Regions from separate parts of the Mus musculus genome. Here region 1 is linked to region 2. Evidence: chromatin contacts called from public HiChIP or PLAC-seq data. All regions are on one chromosome and are shown on one strand. Each heading gives the region's core, a stretch centred on a gene start, on an enhancer-like site or on the middle of the called end of the contact. The rest is flanking DNA. Distances are from core to core; before and after follow the strand shown.

Region 1 (6,180 bases), core at 1,029-3,528, 75 kb after region 2:
ACAGCCTTTATATTTTATATGCCTTAAACAACGCAATAGTTGGGCCCCTGCCTAACTTCTGTGCTGTTAATCTACCTCCTGTCAAGAATCCTGAGTTATTACTTCCTAATTCTATGTTCTATCTTGGCTGCCCTGGAGCCAGTTGGGCATCCCTCTGGGCTGGGCTCTCCTGGCTCCTTCACATGGCAGCTATGTCTCTCTGTCCTCCACTCTTCTCAAGCATAGCACCTCTCCTCTCCTCCACACTCTCCCAGCATGGTGAATCTCCTCCTCCTTCTCTTTCTCCTTCTCCTTTTTCTCCTTCTCCTCCTCCCCATCCCAAGCCTGGGAATCCTAAAATCCCTCATCTCTCTGTTCTCTCCAGCTATTGGCTGCTGTCATCTTTATTTACCAATCAGAACCAACCAGGGACAGGTTCCCAGAAGCTATGTGCAGCCTGTCTTGTGCAAAGAGTATTTGGGGGGAACATAATTAGCATATATAGTGTAAGTAGCTACAAGTCAGAGCCCAAGGTAGAAAATGTGACCCTGAGAAACTCCAGTTATGCAGGCATAGGCCCCAACACTTGGCTGGGTCTTCCTTCAAGTTTGTGTCTGTTGCCATTCTGGTATAAATATACCAGCAGCCAGAACTAAAGTCTGGATTAAGGACCTCTTTTTAAAAGAAGAAAAATGATTAGGTTAAATTAAGATCCAAATGTCAATTCCCACCTAGAATATGGACAAGCACAAAAGGTAGTCAGAGTTTGGGAATTCAAGTTCTCCCTCTGTGCTGTGGATGGCAATCTGACCTCACCATTCGTCCTGTTTTAACTGTGACAAAATAGTGATGTCCTTGCCATACTCTATAGCTTCCAGAAGCTCTGAACACTTCCAGTTGCCAGGCCATTTGGGGAACTCAAAGCTTCTGTTCATTCGCTTGTAGATAGAAGCCTCTCTACCTCTGACAGGGAGTGCTACTATAGGCCTGTGTAGGTGTCAGCGGCTACATAAGAAGGCTTGGAGGCCTGGCTGGGCAGGCTGCACTTAGCACCTTCTTCTCAGTCTTTACTAGCTGCCCACTCCAGAGAACCAGTGACCAAAGACAGGGCTCCCTCCAGTCCCTCCTCCCATCCTGATCCAAAGCCTTCACTGGCAGCTCACCATGTCAGAGCAGTTTGAAAGGGCCCACTCTAGATGCCTTGGTTTTGTGTCAGTTGTAAGATGGCAGGATACTCATAGCTCTCTGCACTGGATGAAAGGCATCCAGTGAAAGGACAGATATCATTGGGTCACCTGAAGGCCCTGTCAAAACAACAGGGCTGAACCCAGGTTAGACTCTCAGGAATGCCAGCCTGGCTGGTGCAGCTGGCATGAGAAGCAGGCAGAGAGCCATGGAACGAAAGGCCACTCTACCCTGCTCTCAGGCCGCTCATCCTTTTGAGTACCCTTCTTCCCTTGGCCACCAATGTTACCCGTTCTGTTGCCTACCCTTCCATGCTCAGGTCTTGGGTAGGCTGCTGAGCAGAAAGAAGTACAGGCAATTCCATCTACAGTTCATACTGAAGCCTGGCCTTTATAAACATTTCATTGAACACCCTGCTACAAATGAGAATTTGGCAGAATCCCAAATCTCCTCATTACCCAGGATCTTATTTCTATGACCATCCATTCCTTCATCCATTTCCCCATCTATCCACCAGTCATTCATCATCCACGTATCAGCCATCTATCATCCACCATCCATATATCATCTCCCACCCATGTATCTTCCATGGATGGGTCAATCTTTTGCCTAACAAGCACTGCAGTGTTCATATCTAGAGTATGGGGTCTTTCCATGTGGCTCCAGATCACTACTGAAACAGAAAGACCCATGTGCCTCATGGAGTCCATGCACGTTGGTCTATGAACCACCTTCACCCTCTGCTCACAGCTTGCACTCCAGTAGCTTGTGTTTACCAGATGCTCAGCAGCAGAGCCTGGGAACACTCAGGAAGAGCCCTCAGTGACTCCTTGCCCCAGGCCCAGATGATCAACAGCCCTGTGCCAGTCTGCACAAGACTTCCCTGCAGCCACTGAAGATCAATAACACTACATTTTTCTCATTTCAATAAAGATACAAAGAGTGCTTCTAGAAAGGAAGCCAAAAAACAACACCCATAAGTTGGCCCTTCAGGGACATTCTTGGCTGCTTTGCTCTGGTTGTTTTTCACAAGGAGGGGGAGCAGGGCTGCTGGGTGGAGCTGCCTTAACAGTTTACCTATGACTCAGGTGCCAGGAATGCCAACCACCTACCTCTGTCCTCCAGCAGAACCCACAGCCCCTGACCTGGTGACAGAGAAGACTGTGGTTAAGTGCTTGCAGGGAAGAGAGATTTAGAAGAGCAGACTGGGAAGGGGTGGGTCCCATGGAATAGTGGAACCCACTCATCAAAGAGAGGGACAAGATGAGAAGTTGAGATCAGAGGAGCCAAGCTTCTTGAAGCCATGAGTACCTGTGCAAGAAAGGAAGAAAAGCCTACAGGTTTCTAGGAGGCTGTATCATGCCTCATGGACCCTGGGTCATTTCCCAAAGAGTAACCTTGGCCCCTACAATCCAAATTCGCCCTCAGATGGTCCTAGCTTTGATGCAACCAGTGGCTTAGGACAGACTTGGTGAAAGAGCTTGTCATAGCTGCAAACTCACAGTGTTTCATGGCAATCTGTGACTTACAAATTCTGATTCTCTCACTGGCCCTGGGAAAGCTCAGGCAAGGCAGGTATGTAACTCAGAAGGTCTGGCAATGTTCAGGCTGTAGAGAGATATGCTTCTTCTGACTAGTCCCTCCCCTGATCCAGAAGCCTGTAACTTTGGGCTCCTCCACTTCCCTGGATCTCATTTATTCATTATTAACTGGTGACAGTAATAACACACCTCCTCTTCCCTCTGAAGAATGTCAGGGAAGGCTTTGAGCTCCAGGGGAAAGGTGCCAAGTTGCTGCAAGCTGTTATTAGACATAATTGGGCTTGCAACGGGGGAAACTTCAAAGCGACTAGACTCAGTTTACTTTAGCCGCTTTCCTTATCCCCTTCTCTGTCTCCCTCCACCGTGTTGTTGCTTTGTCTTCCCACCCACCACATCATCATCCTTCTCCTGCCCCTCACATCTTCTTCCTATCATATTCAATCCTCCCAGATAACACCCTTCACTAGGCATTCTACCTCCACAGTGATAGACTGGCAAGAGTGTGAGCATTAAACCCAAGCCTCAGACCCCATAGGTGAGAATTGCACATTCAACCACCTATCATCCACCTGCTCACCCATCCATAACCTACTCCCCATTTCTCATCTGCCTATTCACCCTTCAATCCTTCCAGCATCCATGAATCTACCAACTATTCATCCATTTAATTAGTATCTACCCATGTATCTACCCACTCTACTCCATCTATTTACCTCTCTACCTTCCATTAAATCTCCATCCACCTACCCACTCATTCATCCATCTGCCAACCTATCCAGGGATGTCTCTGTCATGCCTCTGTAACAAAGCCTAGCTCTGCCATCATTTATAGCCAGGATACAGAAGGCAGGATATAAAACGGTAGGACAAATGTGAGCTGGTGTCCATGCTTGTCACAGAGATCCCTTGCCCTACCTTGTGGAACTCTATGAGCCCTTCTTCATCCTTCTTACCCTGGCCCATGCACTGTGCTCCTCTGTGGTGGCAAAGGTAGGAGGAAAGAGCAGGAAGAGGCACTAGAGCCTCTGTAGTGACATGACCCTCTGACCTCATGATTCCTAGGAGTTGTCTTCTAGGGAATCATGGTGCAAGCAGCCACATGCGGGCCCTGGGAAAGGAGCCCAAGGTGGGCAACTTCCTGAAAATGAACCCATTGGCTGGCTCCCAGGGCATTCCCTCCCACCATCTTCAACAGCATAGAACTCTGAAAAAGGATAGGTTCCCAGAGAGCAGTTTACACAGGGTGGTCCTGGAGCCATCAGCAACAGACTCGAAAGGGCCAGCTGACACATGTATGTTCCCATCAGGTGTTTTGAGTCTGCCTAAGGCTGGGCAAGAATCTATATGTAAGCTAATTTCCAGTGTTCTCCAGTACCAGCATCATGTGGGAGAACCTCAGCTCAAAAAAAAAAAAAAAAAAAAACAGCATTGGGTGAGCTTCCTCCTAGGATGTTCTCTACCCCTGAACCCAACAGTGGCATAGCATTGCTGTGGCTGAGACTTGTCTCACTAGGTACTCTTGCTAATATGAGGAGACATGAGGTTTCCCTTCTTATTATCATCCTGAACCAGGGAAAGACAGTTGAAACGTTGGAATGTCAAAAGGACAGCTTATGTGGACACCTCAGATTAGAGCCAGGCCAGCCCAAGCAAGGCTAAGTGAGTAGAGCCGTCTGTTCCTCACCTCCATTCTCACACACAGCCCTGCTCACTGCAAAGGGCATTTGTGGAATGTGAAATTTATTTTATGGGTCTTCTATGGTATGTTGGGCAGCCTGCCATGTGTTTGATTGGCTGTTGTCTGTGGTGCTAGAGATGTAACTAGAGCCTCCGGCATGCCAGTCGGGTACTCTGCCCTGAGCTCCAGCCCAGTCCTTCTCAGGTGACCTGCTTCCCCTCATCTCTCCTTGTCTCCTTTCCTCTTTCCCTTATATCCTTCCTTCATAAGACGTTTTTACCTAGTGTCTACAGTTTTCCACTCATCCTCCAGACACTTAGAGTATCTGTGAAACACACACTGTCTGAGCAGCAAGGGACCAGCACAGTAGAATGAGGGACTGCAGGGAGCAGCATCTGACACTAGATCAGAGAGAAAGTACATGTGACAGTCACCTGAAAACCTCACAGGGAAAACAGCCATTATACAAACTCCCTCATGAGCTGTGGGCTAGGCTGAGCTCAGTCAGGCAACTCCTCTATGGCTATCCTGATGTCCTTTGTGTGACATGTAGGTAACATGGTGACTTGGTATAGCCTGTTTCTCTCTGTAGTTCTCTCTTAGGGTTTTGCTTCCCACAGCAAAATCTCTAGAGCTCTATCTGTGACACTCTTAGAGCGAGCTGGCCCTGTGGGGTACCTCAGAGTTCTCAAGAGTACAAAAGGAGAGGTTGGCCATCTTTTAATACTTAAACCAATAAGCTGCACAGCATATTCTGCTAGGGAAAGTGAGTCTCAGAGACAGACAGACAAAAGAGATCTGGGCATGATGCTGGGGTGGAATTCACAAAGGACCGAAGGTATAGAAGGACACAGACTAGCTGTTATGGGGACAAGGAGAGGCTGCAGGCTACTGACGGACATTATCTTCATCCCAAATGGTGGTACAAGCCACCAGTTAATGACCTCCATGTTGACCTAGCACCTCACAATCAGAGGTGCTAGGTCAACGACAAGGGCACTTAGAGAGCAAGTCTCTGTGGGTCATGGTGTCACCATTGTGGATGTAACTGTGACTGAGGTAGTAAGTCTAAGGTAGGATCATGCTTATGGTAGCCTAGAAGATAAGGGCAGAAAAGAGTCTCTATACTGGAGTGACAGAGCAGGTGTGATGGCTGCTGCCTTCAGGCGAGTGGGGGGGGGCATTACTTTTTGTCCCCTGCCTCCTCTTAACTCCCCATAAAGAAAACAGAAGGGAGGCATTTCCACAAGCTGTGCTGGGTAAAAGCATGTTCCAGGCCCTGTAGCTAATGGGGAGTTCAGTTTGGATAAGTGGGATATGAACTCCCGACAGAGATAAAAATGTGCAAGTGAGGTTTCCATCCTTCAATCAGGTAAGTTTAGAGTCAGCATGAAGGGACAAAGGGTTCTCAGAGAGTCGAGCTCCTCCTTTAGAAGAAACAGAGGAGATGGGTACTAGAGCCAGAGAGAATGGGGTAGGATGATGTCACACAGTACTAAGTCGAAAGTATGACAGGCAGAAAGTGGTCATCTACCAGTGGCTTGCTGACCTCAGTGAGGAAGCTTGTGGGGTGGTAAGGCTGGTTCAGGAAGTTCAGATGAAACACAACACCAAGAAATGGATGCCATAAGATGCTGTTTGGCTGGTACAACAAAAAGGCTTAGCAGAGGTAATGCCTCGTCTGTGGACTCTTCACATCTCTCTATACAAAACGCAATTGTATTACTGTCATATAGCAACACTCATATTGCCACCATTTTTCTACAAGTTCTTACATTCCTTAGCAGAGTTATCCAA
Region 2 (6,463 bases), core at 1,524-4,023:
TGTGCACACCTCTCCCTGAGCTCCCAATGCTTATAGCACTGACCTACTAAGGCAGCTACCCTGTGTTCTGCACTGATTCTGCCCCTTTCATCCCATAGAGGCACCAGACAAGCTACTGAGAGATCCAAAAACCTTGGGAATAAAAATGTCAATTCCCTGGGAAGCATGTTGGCTCCTCAGAAGGAGCCACTGACAATGGCTAATGACATTTAGTTAATGACAGCCCTGACTTAGGGAGAATAAGTCTGGAACTGAGACAGCTCCTGGGACGCCTGACTAGAGGAGATAACAAGGTCAGAACTGAGCTGGTTGACAAATTCTTCAAGCCCTCACCAAATAAAGAGAAACTTAGCAACCAATCAAAATTGTACTAATGTCACTGCTTTGCCCCTACCAATCAGAGGTAACCTAACCCTTCTGGAAAATTCCTCTAGCCTGTAAGCCCCTCAAGTCGTCACCTTTTTGATGAATGGTTGACCCCTCCCATCCCCACCTCCACCCCACATGCTGGTAATTTCTACAGAATAAACACTCTTTGCCTTTGCATACTATTTGAGTCTGGGGTCTTCCTTCAGCGATTCTTGGGCCCTAATACTACCTAGCCTTTGCATCAGCCTCCCTGTAGCTGAGGCAAATAGGTTATGAAGAACTCACTATGTTGTCCAGCTAGAAGAAATGAAGTGTGTAGCTATTCTACAGTATGGTCAAACTTCCTCCTCCAATGACTATACTGCCACAGGCAAGGCTCTCTGCACTGGACTCCAAGAAAACTGACCCTAAAGGTGTGCATGTACGTGTGCACATGTGCACGTGTGCGTGTGCGTGTGTGTGTGTGCACATGTGCATGTGTGTAAGACCAAACCTGGGTACGAGCTGAAAGCATTGGCCACAGATGCCTAAAAAGATCTGAGATGTGAGTCCAATCCACAAGAACACCTCTCAATTCTTTCAATTAGTCTCATGCTGTGATGACACTCTTCAGTTTCATTCCTCTTTCTTCCTTCTCTCTTTATACAGGGTCTCACTGGGTAGCCTGGACGGCCTTGAACTCACAGAGTGCCAGATGTGTCTGCCTCTGCCTCCCAAGTTCTGGAATTAAAGATAAATCTCACCACACCTGTGGCTTTTGAGTTTTCATTCTAACATCATATGACTAGTCAGGTCACTTGAGAAAGATCCTAAGCACCTCTTCAGTAGAGGCAGGTAAAGGTGGGGAGTGGGCCACCTTGCCTGCCTGGAGGTCCTTCACCACCTACCGCTGCAGTAGCTTAGTAGCCTGGGATCTTTCGGTCCCTGTGTCCTCATGAAACTGCCCAGCCCCTACCCCTAGCCTTCCTACCAGGAAGGAAGCTGTCCTTACCCTCACCAGCAGGAGAATCTCTCCCCTCCTCCCAAACCAGGTAAACAACCCCCACCTCACTTTGGATTTTACACCTTGCAAGTGGCCTGCCCTTTGGAACTTTCCACAATGCCTGGCTCTTGCCCACTGAGTGTTGAAGGAGCCAATTCTAGATGGCTTATCTTAGCCCCAGGACTAAGGTAAGCATTTGCATAAAAGGTCTGCAAGCCCAACCTTGTGGGGATCCCTGCTTTCTTAGTACATTTAAGGTGTTCTTCTCCCTTAAATAAGCTACTAGAGTCCTTTGCATGCTCTGAACTGAATTAGGGGCCATTGTGAAGGTACCTGGGCTCCTAGCAACCAAAAGCCCAGCCACAAGCCACCCACATCCTCTGGGGCATGGACACACAAAACTTTCAGACCATGGGACAGTTAATCTCTTCAACTGGACTCGCACACCGCGTCCTCTGCCAGCCTAGTACGTTGGGTCACCCTGCCACTGCCCCAAGTCCCAATTAAATGCCCAGGTGGTCACCCTTTTTCCCAGTAGACAGCTCGCCCTTGGCAGCCCGGCCTGCTGCCCCAGGACCAGCTCCTCCAAGGCCCATTCCAGTGAATTCTCAAAGCCAAGGCGGGCCCGCACCGTCGCCTCGGGTCACCGCACGCGATGGCTGAGCACTCCCTTCCCACAGGTGACGGACAATTCCCGTCTTGCCAAGGTCCCCAGGGCCCAGCAGCGCCGCCTGTATCGGCCCTTGGCATCTTAGCCAGTTTTCAGTTTCTCTCCACCTCTGTAGAGACCAAGGAGCGGAAGGAGTTCAGGTAACCAGCCCGACTGCCGAGATTTTCCCGAAACAAAGAGAACTGCGGACAAACCTCTAGCTCTGCGCTCTAGGAAAGGATATCAGCACGTGACGCGAGCCAAGGGCTTGCTCCACTGAAGGACCCCGGCCCCCAGGAACTCTCTTCTCCAAGCTATTAGTCAGGGATCCGCAAGACCACAAGCCAAGCCGCTCGAATCTATAGAGTTGATCTGGGATCTCTGCCGCGCGTCACGGAATCGGGGTCGTCGGGACCCCTTCCCAGTCCCCAGGACGTACACTCGGGCGAATCAGTCAGACGGTCGCACCTGTAGTGCCTTGGCCTCTCCTAACTCACTTGTACCCTAGACGCCCAGGCCCGGCACCGCCGGACGGACCCAGGTCACCCCATTTCCTTTTCTGTGCCGGGACCGGAGCTTGTCAGGCGCGCTACTCACCTGTTGCGCTTCCCGCCCCTCTCCGCCTCTGTCCGAGCTCTTGGCTTCCTCGTCCGCTCCAAGTACACGACCTACTCCAGTTCTCGCTTAAATCTCCGGAGGCGGCGTCCCGGGAGCCAGGGTGACACCCCTAAACGCAGGCACCTCGGCCAGAAGGAGGGAACGGCCAGGAAAGGCTGTCCAGGAGGGAGGAGGAGGAGGAGGAGTTTCCCCGAGGGAAGCCCAGGGAGCGCTCCTCCCCTAGCACCGAGAGATCAAACTGGACTCTAGGCATTCCCCTAGCAGCGACCCGCCTCCGGACCAGCGGACCCTTGAGGCCCAGACCCATGGGAACTCCAGGGTCCTGCTGCGACGGGTCTTTGGACTGCACTATTAAAGAAGTAGGAAGCCCCAAGGGAGCGCTAACCTGGTCCCTTGAAAGTCTGGGAGTGGCTACATTCCCAACTCCGACAGGCTCTGTCTGAGCTGTGGACACCAACAGGGCACATCTTTTAAGCGTAGGTGTTTCAGCTCCTGGGCCCTCCCCTGTGAGCACAGGCTTTCCTATTGAAGAAAATCCCTTGGGTCAGAAGTCCCCATTCCCAGCCTCCAGCTCCCAAAGACTGAGGTGTTACTTGTACAGAGGATCGGGCAGAAGTCAGAGGACAAAGAAACTGCAGTCTACAGCAGACCTGGTCTTCTGCTACTTGACAGACTCCGGAGACATCCGGCCTAAATAAGGCTCTAAGAGACCAGAGTAGTCGTCCCAAGCAGCGCTCTCTCTGCCAGCGAGCACCGAGCTGATGATTTTTCTATTAAAGCTGCGCCTGTTGTCTGGGGCAGCTGCAACTACAAAAACAGAATAACAAAACTAGAAGAAAAAAAGAAAAAGTAAAAAAAGTCCTCTTTGTAAAGGTGTCTGCACCGGGAATATGCTGCTTGATAGGAACTTTTATTTATCTCCCCAGGTTTTCCCCTCTAGCCCCTCCCCGTTTGCTCCCATGGACCCCCATAGTTTACCTTCACAATCTACCGAAGAAGTAAATCACTTTTTCTCTTTATCATCTGGTGGAGTGATAAGCCTAGGTCCTTGGACAATTTCACAGTCTCGGATCAGTTTTTCTATTTTGAGACAAGGTTTTACTGTGTAGCCCTGGCTGTCCTGGAATCTACTCTGTAGACCAGACTGGCCTACCTCTGCCTCCCACGTGCTGGGGTCAAAGGTGTTCAGAGCAAGAAGGGCATTCGAAGTGGAGAATTTTATGGAGTTTTGCAGGGCCTCTCTCCATGCCCACATGAATTAAAATGATCTTTCTTCTGGAGAGCTGTTGTGTCATTTTAAAAGAATAGATTACCCATGATTCAAGAGCATTTTCCCACTTTAGTAACAGGCACTTATGAAGTATTGTTGCCCTAAAACTCTCGTTGCATCCACACGACACACAAGTCAACACAAGTTGTTTTAACTCAAAATAGAGGCAGAAGAAGAACATTAGGAATGTGCTAGCGCACCATGGCTGCTCACCCTGCGAGCCTTTCCTGTCTTCCCCGAGACTCTTTTCCCCTCCCACTCTTCATCGGTCCTGTCTGGAAAGGTGCTTAACATGCATGTTTGTAAAGTTATATCTGGAAGAGATCAGCCCTAGACCTGGTGAACTTGAGGCAGGATAAAGAGACAATAGAAGGCAAAGAAGCCCCTTCCTTTGGGGTACAGTGGATTGAAATCTCTCTCCAGCCAGTCAAGAATGCCACACACTTGACAGTCATCTGTGGATATGCCTGTGTAGCTGATGGTTTTTTGATAGGAAGGTGTTTCAAATAAGAATGTGAAAATAGCAACGGATCATGATTAGGGTCTGAACTTGTGAGGTTGCCTTATTTCTTTCCCAGATGTAAACCTGATCTTTTTTTCACCCCCTTTTCTGGTAACCTCACAAACAAGACTATAAACTTTAGTTTTCTTGTTAAAATATCTTGACTTCTGTGCAACCTGTGACCAAGAGTTTTACCATATGAGCTGCAATCCATAGGCACCTCAGAAGCCAACTAATGTCACTGAACTTCCTTAACAGCCCTTTGAGGTGTAACTCCAGAAGTCACTAATATTGTCTATTATGACTGTTGTAAAAGCTCTTAAGCTTGACTCTCTCCAAGAAGCCACACCCATTCTTGAGTGTTTTATTGTCCTTTTCCCTAAGTGTGCTCCCTTCCGTCATCCTTAACCCCTGTGCCTCAGTTAGGGTCTCACACAACCAAAGCTGATGAACTCACTCTGTAGGCCAGGCTGGCCTCAAACTCAGAGGTCTACCTGTTTCTGCCTCTCTAGTGCTGGGATTAAAGGCATGGGCTACCATGCCTGGCCGTGACCTTGACCTTCTTATCTTCCTTCCTGTACCTCCTTACAGGTGTTCTAGGTATGTACCTCCACCTTACCCTTTTATAATGTGATGTTGAAGGTTCCAGAGCTTCATTTACATACACGTTAGGTAAGCAGCCTCCCTTATCACCTGCACTACATCCCCAGCCCTAAAAAGGTCTCTTATAAAAAACTCCAACTTTACTTTGTATTGGCTCATCCTGAAAGTCTTTCCAATGGCAAAGTCAAGCAAGACCCCTGGTTTCAACTGAGTGGAAGTCTCTGAGAAGAACTTGGGCTGAGCGCTTGTTGCCAAGACCGAGACCTGGGCCTTGATTCCTGGAAGCCACATTGTGGAAGGAGAGACCTGACTCCTGAAAGTTGTCCTCTGACCTTCACATGAACACTACAACACACAAACACAAACAACTACTAATAACAACAACAACAGGCTGCTGTAGGCTACACCATTGTGGCTATATAAATGTATAACTGTCTGGACCACACTGTCATTGACAAACTGAGTAAAGCTGGTGCCCTCATCAGTGCCATCAAGTATAGAGGGGACTTTCCCAGGTGTGTCACTGCTGTCTAAGTGGGCTCCAGTGGGTCTATTCTTCTCCACATAAGTTAGGCCTTTGGTCACAACTCACTTGTGTTTTGACACTGTGTTGAAGGCTTCTAGTCATGACCCCCTAATGTCTATCTGCACACAGCTAGCATGTACACTCAGCTCTCTTGTGGAAGGTGTTCACTTCTTCAGGGAAACAGAACCAGGAGGAAATATTTAAGAGAGTTATTATCAAGAATTGGCTCAAGATTTGGGAGATGAGAAGAGTATCATAGTCTGTAAGCTAGAGAGAGAGGAAGCTTGTATCATAGCGCAGAGGCCTGAGACCAAAGGCCAATCCACATCTGATGGAGAGAGAACCAGGCACACTCAGGAATGGAGACTAACAATGTCCAACTCAAGCCTCCTCCACCTTTGGTTTTTCTACCCAGAATATGGACAAACTACACAACCATGAAGACACAAATCTGCTCTCCTTCATTCAGTGTTAATGCTAACCTCTTCCAGAAATGAGTGCTAGCCACTACCTGGACATATTGCAGTCCTGCCAACTTATAGTGTGAAGTTAGCCATCATAAGTCTTCCCATACCAACAACACACCCAAGTTGGTCTCCCTCAGCCATATCAAATCCCTGAATAAAGACTGTGTGAGGCTGTAACACTACAGAACCTGAAACAAACAAACAAACAAAACTAACTGCACACAACTGGAACGATGCCGATTCCTTTTCCAGAGAGCATAGAGTCCTGCATAGTATCTCTGATCCTCCCTGATTCTCCCCATAGCTTACAGACCATGATGTCAAATTACAGTGCTTATGAGTGCAATGATATGAAGTCAATTCATCTTTGTGTATGTGCCACATGGATGTACATGCATTTAGAGGCCAGAGGAAAACCACCACCATTTTGAATTTTTCATTTTGAAACAGGGTCTCTTGCTGGCTTAAAACTCATCA

The links. HiChIP or PLAC-seq counts read pairs in DNA pulled down with a chosen protein or histone mark.
Region 1: an HNF4G HiChIP or PLAC-seq map of pancreatic cancer cells shows a contact between it and region 2. The contact joins the enhancer-like site here to the promoter of Tmprss2 in region 2. A contact is called at or near these places in 1 of 39 promoter capture datasets (trophoblast stem cells), 4 of 484 Hi-C or Micro-C datasets (the AML12 cell line, colorectal tumor organoids, olfactory sensory neurons and 1 more) and 3 of 115 datasets of contacts at active chromatin or transcription factors (embryonic stem cells, extraembryonic endoderm stem cells and pancreatic cancer cells).

Annotation. Positions count from the first base shown.
Region 1 is chr16:97,683,848-97,690,027 of GRCm38.p6, forward strand. No RefSeq gene overlaps it. Among named protein-coding and RNA genes, the nearest start is that of Gm41512, 16 kb to the left of the region's middle. Within about 2 kb of position 2,279, at least 33 of the 459 cell types and tissues checked have an H3K27ac peak or open chromatin away from gene starts, as enhancers often do. A contact at or near this core is called in the AML12 cell line, colorectal tumor organoids, pancreatic cancer cells and 1 more, where this site is marked.
Region 2 is chr16:97,608,422-97,614,884 of GRCm38.p6, forward strand. It overlaps Tmprss2 (transmembrane protease, serine 2), which reads right to left and starts at 2,774. Exons shown (of 14, transcript NM_015775.2): 1 at 2,598-2,774.